Linked DNA regions of Mus musculus: region 1 is linked to region 2. The links are chromatin contacts, called in public promoter capture Hi-C maps. All regions are on one chromosome and are shown on one strand. Each heading gives the region's core, a stretch centred on a gene start, on an enhancer-like site or on the middle of the called end of the contact. The rest is flanking DNA. Distances are from core to core; before and after follow the strand shown. Region 1 holds the start of Atp6v0a4 (ATPase, H+ transporting, lysosomal V0 subunit A4). Region 2 overlaps Dgki (diacylglycerol kinase, iota).

The links. Promoter capture Hi-C pulls out the DNA fragments that hold promoters and counts their contacts.
Region 1: a contact with region 2 is called in a promoter capture Hi-C map of 3T3-L1-derived adipocytes, with 4 times the contacts expected there. The contact joins the promoter of Atp6v0a4 here to the enhancer-like site in region 2. A contact is called at or near these places in 12 of 39 promoter capture datasets (the 3T3-L1 cell line, 3T3-L1-derived adipocytes, the HPC-7 cell line and 7 more).

The regions. Positions count from the first base shown.
Region 1 is chr6:38,122,021-38,126,573 of GRCm38.p6, forward strand. It overlaps Atp6v0a4 (ATPase, H+ transporting, lysosomal V0 subunit A4), which reads right to left and starts at 2,566. Exons shown (of 21, transcript NM_080467.3): 1 at 2,308-2,566. D630045J12Rik (RIKEN cDNA D630045J12 gene) reads right to left here. Exons shown (of 20, transcript NM_194061.3): 20 at 1,154-4,553.
Region 2 is chr6:37,093,788-37,099,023 of GRCm38.p6, forward strand. Dgki (diacylglycerol kinase, iota) reads right to left here. Exons shown (of 34, transcript NM_001081206.2): 4 at 3,765-3,839; 5 at 2,461-2,517. Among named protein-coding and RNA genes, the nearest start is that of Gm52857, 190 kb to the left of the region's middle. Within about 2 kb of position 3,769, at least 39 of the 459 cell types and tissues checked have an H3K27ac peak or open chromatin away from gene starts, as enhancers often do.

The DNA.
Region 1 (4,553 bases), core at 1,316-3,815, 1.0 Mb after region 2:
GCAGGACTGCTGGGATCAGAGATGTGGGCTGCCACGTTCAGCATTCTTGTGGGTTCTGGGCCTGAACCTGGGTCATTAGGGTTGCACAACCCTACACCCTTACATGTGCCGAGCCATCTCCCTTACAACCATTAAGACTTCTTTCTTTTTTTGTTTTGAACCACCTGAGTCTTCCAAGTGGCCTCTGCTGCCTGCTGCCGGGTTTGAGCTTCCCTTTTGGTCATTCTTGTTTGGTGGCCCCAAGCATGCTAAGCACAGGCAGCTCCTATTAACTTTAAATTTTTTGATACATGACCTCAATATGTTGGCTACACTAGCCTCAAACTCATGGTCCTCCTGCCTCAGCCTCCAGAATGCCAGGATTAAAGGTTTGTGCTACTGTACCTGGCTGAACTCATCTTAAGATTTTCTCCGAGCCTTGAAACTGGTAGCTCTGCTGTCACTGTGAGCAGGAGCCATGCCCTCACAGCAGCGTGGCGGGTCCCAGTCATACAGAACAGGTCATGCACAAGGCAGGACTGCAAGAGACATGGCAGTATCCTGTTGTCTACCCCAGCTGTCTAGCATTGTCTACCTGACAAGATTAGTTTGTTGGCACGTTTTAAAACACAGCTGTGAATGACAGGGTTCCAGGATCTTTTCCACAGCTTCCCCATTCGCAAGGTCTTTTATACAAAGCTGTCCATGTTTGTGGCCCCTAGGATTCCGTGTTTTTCTTAGTTACTGGGGTCCTCTGTTTTCTGCGTTCTTCTGCTCTCAGGTTGTCAGGGAGTTTCGTTTTCTTGGGTTTCAAAAATAACCCCTTGTTTGCCCTCTTAATTGTCTTTTCAAGGTGGAATGACCTTTGCCCTTCTCATTTGCCTTTTTACACCACAGTGTCCTATCTTTTCACTGTGCTGGCATCTGCTCTAAGGGCACACCAGCCGAGCCACTGGACAGCAGCAAGCGGGCATGGTACCACTGCTGCAAGTGGGGACAGTTCTGCCAGCTCCCAGGAATGGAATGCTGTGAACTGAAGTCCTTGGAGAACCACACTAGGTATTCTTAGCAGGCACTCAAAACCAGAGAACCAAAGGTCACCTCAGCATAAAAAACCACCACTGACAAACTACAAAGCCACCGTGTTCCCAAGGAATGAACCACAAAGAACAGCTTCCACACCGATTCGTAGCATTTATTGACATTTCCATTTTAAAATCCTAGGAAAGCTGTAAAAATTGTAAACATGGGAACCAAACACTTGCATAAATTATTTCCAAACTCTACAGCACATTAGAAAACAGTGCAGCTAATTGAAGGGTAGAAACGTAACTGACAAACAGAAGGGCAGGCTCAGTCACTAAATCACACACCCATACCAGGCTTTAAGTGCCCGTTTGAGATCAGCAAACCGTGATTGTCAAGTTGCAGTCTTGATGCCACAGGTGGCCCAATTCCTTCTGCGGTTTTGTATAGTAACACGAATCGCCTAGCACGAGGGTGCAGAAAGTCAGAGCATGGACCTCAACCGAGTCAGAGACAAGCTGGCATCCTGGAGCAGCCTGGCAGAGCAAGCTTCCCTGATAACCCTACTCCTGTCTCCCTCCTCTCTGCTCCACAGTGCGCTGTGCAGAGATGGGAGCAAAGCCCAGAGCCTTTCTCTTAACCGTTTCAGAACCAGCGCCCTGGTGCTCGGCATGACTGAGTTAATGACCAGAACTCTTGGTTCCTCTAGCACCTCCTGTTTCTTTCCTTACCACCGTGACAGAACTTTAAAGTCTGGCTTTAACTTAGCCCTGTAACGGCGCATTTGGGAGTCAAGTCATGAGTACTTGATATCTGGTGGGCATGAGAAAAGACATCGGTGATCCTCCATGTAATCCCTGGAAGTGGCCCTGGAGCAGGGAAACACAGGAGGAGGCAAAGCAGGCAGCCTGCATTGTGACCTGTCCAGTGGGACACCAACCTGGGAGGAGCATATCAGACACAGACATTCATTGCTCCCCTTGCGTCCTGGCTGGCTCTCAACCGTGTTCCCAAAGGCATTTACTATTCTCTTTCTACACGTCAATGCTGCTGTGTGTTCTTAAGATAATTGCTGAGTGTCCTGTTACACACACAGGCGTGAATTAACACTGTACCGTGACGTTTCAGTTTTCAAGTCTTTTTAACATGGACAAAAGAATTCCAGTTTAGACACCCACAATCACCACCAACCCCTTCCAGCACCCTCCCCCACAAAATAAGCCACCTGAAATGTGCCCGTTCTTGTTTACGAGGTGATGAGTGTAAGCCTATATACTTCATGGGAAGTAGAAACCCTCTCACCTGTTCCAGGAATGCCTGCAATGGGCTGGACTAAATGACGACGTTCAGTGGACTGTCCCACACAGACGTATTTGTGCTCATGGGTGTAGAAGCAGCCTTCCTTGTACTCCCACCTGGACCAGATGTGGACAAGCAGGCTCTGATGACTTTGGAGGTAGAAATGACATGGCGAGGACTCTGCTAGTGGGAAACTTAGTGTGTACTATGACAGGAACACTCTGTCCTGCTCCTAGAACCTTGACCCAACATCTTTCTAAGTGTCTGATTCCCACCTAAGAATCCAGGATGAAAGGGCCAAGGGAGGCCTAAGGAATGATTAACTTGTGAAGTCCTGCCAACGTAGACTAGTGTCCTGGGGACTGGCTTGGTTACTGGAACACTCACCAAGATCTGAAATAGCAGTGAACACTCTGTATACAAGAAAGCAGGGAATTACTGGTTTTGGCTGGAAGCCTTCCAGGCACACTTGCACCTGTGCTTTGGGTCACTGGCCTCATGCCTTCAAAAATTCTGCTTGGCAAAATCCTACTGCTTAAAAGTCACGTGCCATCAAAATCAACACAAACTCCGAAAGTAAATTAAAAACTGGAGGAAAAAATGGAGGTATAGATGATGAAGCCCGATGTAACTTATCCACAACCTGCTGTAACCAAGGAGGCTCAAGGTCTGCTATAAGCTAAGCTCTGCAAGGCCCAGCTTAGCACCACTCAAGTACTTTAGAGCAGACATCAGCAGTTCCTGGTACTCTGACCTCCCTTTCCCCACACCAGGGCTCTTGCTCAGCGGATCTTCACCAGCCTGGACATTTGCTAGCTCTGTTACTAGACAGGTTCCCTCCCAACACTATTTCTTCTTAAGACCGAAGTCACTTGGACAAAAGACCCAATTCCTAAACCCTTCCCCTGGACAACTGTGAGGCTTATCTAGCGCTGTGGCTTGGGTAACATCAAAGTGGCTTCTGCAGCTGGCTTCTGCCCTAAAGACTCATCAATCCCAAACATGTAATTTCTTTGACTTCTGAATATTCAACACACCTGTGCCTTTTGCATTTTATGGGTATCTAAGCCACCCTGCTTATCTATAGCATCCATCTTTTATACCTGTCTGTACTATCCAGCTTAGATTCTAAAATCTCTTGGAAGTCAGGACTCATGTCTGCTGACTCATCTAGTGTCAGGAAGTTGGGAGCAAAAAAAGAAAAAAAAAAAAAAAAGATGCTTCACAGGTGACCTCTGAAACTGACAGAGGACCTGGTAAGTTTGAAACAACACAGCAGTAGGAGGAGTCACATGGGGCTTTGCTCTCATTTGTCTTGCTCTGATTACTGATGGGTGAACCCAGCCACTGGTAGATCACACATCACCCATGGCAGGACATCTACACAGAAAGCCTCTGACATGCTCACAGTGACCGAGGCGCCCTCCTCAAGGGTTGTTTTCAAGTAGGATCACACCTGATTTTTAGAAGCAGAGATCATATGAGGTGTCAGGTCGGGGAGGTTATGGTCTTGTTAACAAGAATGACATACAGAAGGAATCGGACACATGAAATCAGCAACAAAGGAGACTGCAAAAAAGCACTTCTCCAAGCACTCTGTCCTAAAAATGCTGACTTAAATTTGCAGTTTGTGTTTCTCAACAGAACTTCTAAAATTAGAAGGAAAGGACAGACATTAAACTTAACTTTCATTTTGGAGCACTTTAATAATTAATACATGTTGAGGACGACGTTTTTTAGGGGAGCACACTGGATGATTGACTGGACGCCTGCAGGACGTGGCATGTTTCACAGCAGTTTAAGGATGGTCAACCTGCTGTGCCAGTTGTTTAGGGGAAATGAGTGCAAACTGAGTGTGCTTTAAATAACCAACAACTAACTGAGCACTGGCGCCCCCACAGAGCCTGCATGCCACACTCCACTCCACCTTTGGTTGTGACACCCTTTAAAGTTGTATCTGTTCTAAGAGTAAAAATACAGGTAGAATCCCTTCATCATTTCAAAGGCATCAAAATTGCTGTTTTTGTTGTATCCTCTGACACCGAGGCTCATTTTGGCATTGTACAAAGGAGGTACCATTAGGATGCTTGATGTCCAAAACATTCATGACATAAGGTGAGAAAGAGCCATTTATTCTGTGTGTTGATTTGCATTCATCACACAATGTCATACTAAAACTCTGCCTGGATATTTGAGACTTGGTTAGAGAGGCCTGGAAAGAGGATCTTCCAGCTTGGGAAGAGAACGTA
Region 2 (5,236 bases), core at 2,519-5,018:
TGGGACCCTTTTGGAGACTTGTGAAAGAGACATTTTACATATGGTTGTAACTAAGAGAGAGGCAGAGGGAAAGACCCAGAGAGAAGGGCAGGAAACCAATGGCAGCCATGTACATCCCTCGGTAGGAAATTCAGTACCTCCAGCTCAAGAACAAGTCCCCACCCCCTTTGATTTTCCTATGGAAAGCATCTTCATTTGCGCTGACCCTGAGTAGCCTTGCAGCCAGCACTGCCCCTCAGCAGGGGTCACCAAAGGCAGGCCAACAAGACCACTTTCTACCCTCCTCCCACCTGTCTCTGCCACACTGGACCAACAGTGGGAGAAGCCAACTGATGAGAGTGTGAAATTCTCCTCTCCCACCCCTCCCACCCCCTCCCCTGCTGTTCTCAACCCTCTAGTTTTCATTATCATGAAACATTACTCTTTTTCCCCTTTTAAGGTTTTTGACACATCATCTCACATACTGTCCAGACTAAGTCTTAAGACTCAAGGAATCCTACGTCAGTCTCCTGAGTCTCTGATGCTACGGGTGGTCGCCACCTTGTCTGGCCTCTATGATGTCTTTCTTTCTTCACTATGGTTCAAACTGTTGTGACCCTCTCTGTTCTCAGACATTGCTACCCTCTCTAGTCTCACAGTACTACCCAGTCTCGGTATGTGCTGGCCACTCCCACACACATATCTACAGGCAAACCCATCTGGGGGCAAAGGGGAGACTTCAAACCTAATACTTCTGCAACTAAACTCACCATCTCTTGTTTTTTGTTTTTTGATTTGCTTTGTTTTTTAAATCCTAGTTGTTCAATTTTACCAATGAAGACTCAGAAGAGCAAGATGCTGGGGTGAAAACCTGCTGTCAGAAAGTACCCAGGTGACTTTTTTATACCACTGATGTCCCAGCAGGAAAAAAACCTCCCCCACTCCATCCTGTTTTAAATACCCTTCAACTCAAAACCCTCCTTTCCCTTTCCTGGGTTTTCTTATGTTCTTTCCCTGTCAACTGGTTGCTTGCTCTGCCTCTTTATCTATCTGGCCTTTATTTAATCCATTTACAAAAAGATTTTTGCATTAAAGCTGTGTGTGAGGGCAGTGGTGGCACTCAACTTTAATCCTAGCACTTGAGAGGCAGAGGCAGGTGGATTTCTGAGTTCAAGGCCAGTGTGGTCTACAGAGTGAGTTTCAGGACAGTCAGGGCTACACAGAGAAACCCTGCCTCGAAAAAAAACAAAAAACAAAACAAAACCCAAAAAAACAGAAAAGGAAAGGAAAGGGGAGAGGAGGGGAGGGGAGGGGAGAGAAGAGCAAAGCAAAGCTGTGTGCTAGGGCTGACCACACCACAACAACCTGTTTACAATAAACAGACAACTCTTGGATAAAAGGTTTGTGGTAGCTGAGCCATACCACAACCAGTCCACAATCTTAGGGTTCACAATGTGATCAAATATTCTGCATCTTCACATCAGATTCATTCCTCAAATAACCTTCTTACAACAATGAATCAGTTTTGCTCAATGGAAGCTTGATTTATAAGGATAACTCCCCACACACCCAAAATCCTTCACTAATTCTTGCCAACTTTACACCTGTAAACTCATCTTAGCAAGCATGTTTCTCTCAGCTCAGACACAATTATTTCTTAACCTCTATGGCAAGAGCTGCTCTAATTGTCTCTATGTCCCCAACAGCATCGACCCTCATGATGTTCCCTCCACACTGCAGGCAGCATAATATATTCTACTTAGATAGCGCAGTGCGAACCTGCAAATCCCTGATGACTTCCAGCCTGCGTCCAAGGAAGTGGAAGCCTGACTTCCACTGTCTAGCTCTAACTCTCCTCCCAAGTAATGCATCTTACTAAGCTCTCACCTAGGCTTATGTGCTGCTGCTGTTTCTGTCTAAATGGTTGTCTCCCTGTATCTCACATCGCACCCTTTGCCCTAGAAGAGTCCTAAAAGATTCAATCAGTGCCCACATCTCTCAGAAAGCCCATTATCTGGCTCTCTCTCTCTCTCTCTCTCTCTCTCTCTCTCTCTCTCTCTCTCTCTCTCCCTCCCTCCCTCCCTCCTTCTCTTCCTCCTCCTCCTCTTCCCCCTCTCCCTCTCTCCCTCCCTCCCCCCCTCCCTCCCTCCCTCCCTCCTTTTCCTCATCCTCCTTTTGTGGACTAGAGAGTACAACTCAGACCCTAGTTCTAAACTGTCTAGAATAATGGGGAACTCCCCCAACCCCACTTTTCCATTTCATGCGTTAAGACTCTGGCTCCCAAACCCACTCCACTGACAGAATAAAGTACAGTATACCGAAGAATCTTGGAGACTCTTTGTCCTTATTGACACATTAAGAAGAAACTGCTGTATAATGAGGGGAGACAGACCTCATTTGTCAATCCTAGGTGAATCCCTGGGAGATTCGGTGAACCTAGGAGAGTTCAAGGTGCTCTCTGAAACAACTCACAAAACTCACTTCTCTTGGCGATCTGGAGCCTCCTTCCCGAAATGTTGGTTTACATCTGAAATTAATCTGCCATTTGAAGAGAAAAGTATGTTAATGTTAGTGACGAGCAACAGGTTGAAGAGAGCTACCTGAGACCAGAAAGCAACCAATAGTGGTAGACATGAAGGCTATAAACCAAGCCCAGGAAGAATAAGGAATCCGTTCTAGCCTGCTCCTACTCTCCCGAAGCATCTCACTAGACGATCCACAGAGGTACAGTGCCATTTCACACCTCCAGTCGGCAGTCCTGCATTCTCATCCATGCAGTCTAACTTCAAACAAACAAACAAAAACGTTCTTAGCCCATGAATCTGGAAAAATGGAGACCAAAGTCACAGGTAAAGTACATGGCAGCTGAAGTCATCCGGGTAAGTTGGGTTTTTTTTTTTTTTTTTTTTGCTTTTTTTTTTAAAGTAGAAAATATAAACCTGAGAAGTCCTAACTGCTGTGATAACCATTCAAACACACGCACAGATATTCCCTGTAAAAGGACTCAGCACTGCCTTGCTCTGTGGATGAGAAGTGTCCTCGTGAGCTCTTTTGCTCCTGTATAAAGTGAAGTAGAGTGCAGACGAGAAAAATCTAGTCCAAGTGTTAGGCATGGCTGTGAGATATAGGTTGACAGCAGCTGGAGGTGCTGGCGAAGCTAAGCAAACATTGTACAAAGCTAAAATAGTCCCACCGTGATTGCCAAGGGCAGCGCACGAATATAGATCCCACTCAGTGTCTCGCCTGGACACGGAGGAGGAATTATAAATGAGAGCAGCAAGCAGCTCTCTCGCAGAGCTCTGCCCTTCCCCCCAGATGGTAAATGAATAGACAGTTCAGAATCCACTTCTGGAGACAAGACACCACCCTTGGGATGCCACTCCTGGCTTAGCCACACATTTCATGCTGCACCAGCAAAAACTGCTGCCCGTGAGGTCTGCAGCAGCATCTGGGAGCTGCTTTCGGCTGGCTTGGCTAACTCTCCCTTCGAGCTCCTTTAGGAATATGTGAACTCACCGAGAGAAACATATGGAAGCTACAATCTTAAAAGGCTTATTGTAAGTGTTGCCAAGCTTTCCCAAAGTTCAATGCAACATAATATCAAATTAAACCCAGGAAAACAAGACCATGGCTGACCTTTATATATTGTCTTTTCATTGTTATTCTGGTAAGTCATCCTGAACTCAACAATTTTTGGTTTTGTTTTTTAAAAAGTTAGACATTGACACCAGATCTTGGTAAGTGACCGAAGCCAACACACTCGCCAGCAGGTGGCGCTCGCTTACCTTCTCTAGTTGCTCAATGCAGGCTGTGTGGACCACGATTTTGCAGACGGCACACTTCCTCCTGAGAGCGGATTTCTACAACATTCAATTCAAAATACAGGAGAGAAGTGTTAGCAAGCTGTTCTGGAGACTTCCCTGGAATGAACGCGAGACTCCTTAAATTAAGCAAAATTGTAAGTGCTTCTGTTACTAAGCAAATTGAAAACCCCTAAACATGTCAAGGTAACTACCCACAGGCACACCAGTGGCCTAGACAGGCTTCTTCGCAATATAACAGCAATACCTGTTACAAAGAGGGCTTATAACATAAACCAAGGTCTTTAGTCTGTTACACCAGTTTTAAGTGCTACGCCTGAACAACGCAAGCACTGTCCTTACGTTTTCAAACTTTTTCACACATTCCAACTTCACTCTTGAGGGACAGAGTCAATATTCTTATGTACAAAACAAGCATTCCACCCATACTCTCGGAGGCTGCATCTCCATGACTGGTTGCTTTAAGCTTCTGTTCTAGGCACAAATCTCGTCGGTGCTATTTGGGTTTCTACCCAAATCTTCAGGAGCGAGATTACAAGTCGGGATTCACACCCAGGAAGCAACAATAACAAACCACTAGCAACAAGGACAGCGTGGGCCACTGGTTAGAATACAGGTCTTGCTCTATGCCCTGACAGGCACATCACAGATGGTCATTCACTTAACCTTTACAGCCTTGTGAAGTAGGGATAGCCCTTATCTATCCCTGCTTCACAGGTAAGAAAACCCACACGCAGCCAGTGACCGGTCCAAGATCGCCCCATTAGGGCACAGCACACCCAATGTGTCTGGCTCCTAAGTGCCATCAAATTTAGCCTTGATTTTGGGCACGCGTTTAAATTCACAGAGAAAAGCTTTCTGGGGTCTATGTTATCTCCAATGATTAAACACTCGAACATGGTGCACGTAGAGAGATGACCGTATGGGCTTCTGATGTCACTCCTGCCAGCATCGCCTAGGGATGTGCAGAGGCCTCTACAAGGACAGGCCTGAGCAAGAGCTGCCTGCCGGGATAATTCTGTTGGATGGTAGTAACTACCACAGCAGCAAATGCAGCATGTAGTGTGTGAGGATCTTAAACTTTCTAAAGACTGTAAACAGTTACTTTCTTCAACAGGCTCTTCTTCAAACCAGTGCTTGCCTCCCTTAGGTGATGAATTGGAACCACATAACAAATCATTTAATGGGTTAGCTGTTATTTTTCATGCTAAGACACAGCTGTTTTGAACCTAGCATCATACACATAAATATACATATATGCATACATATATATATTAATAAACTAAATATTACCAAATAAATATTAAATATTATAATAAATATTACACCAAACCTATTTTGAGCACAAAAACTCATAATAACAGAGATTATCAAAGAGCCCACATGGGAAAGGCTGGGAGTGCTTGTGCATTTGGAAGGTGTCAGTGTAGACTGCT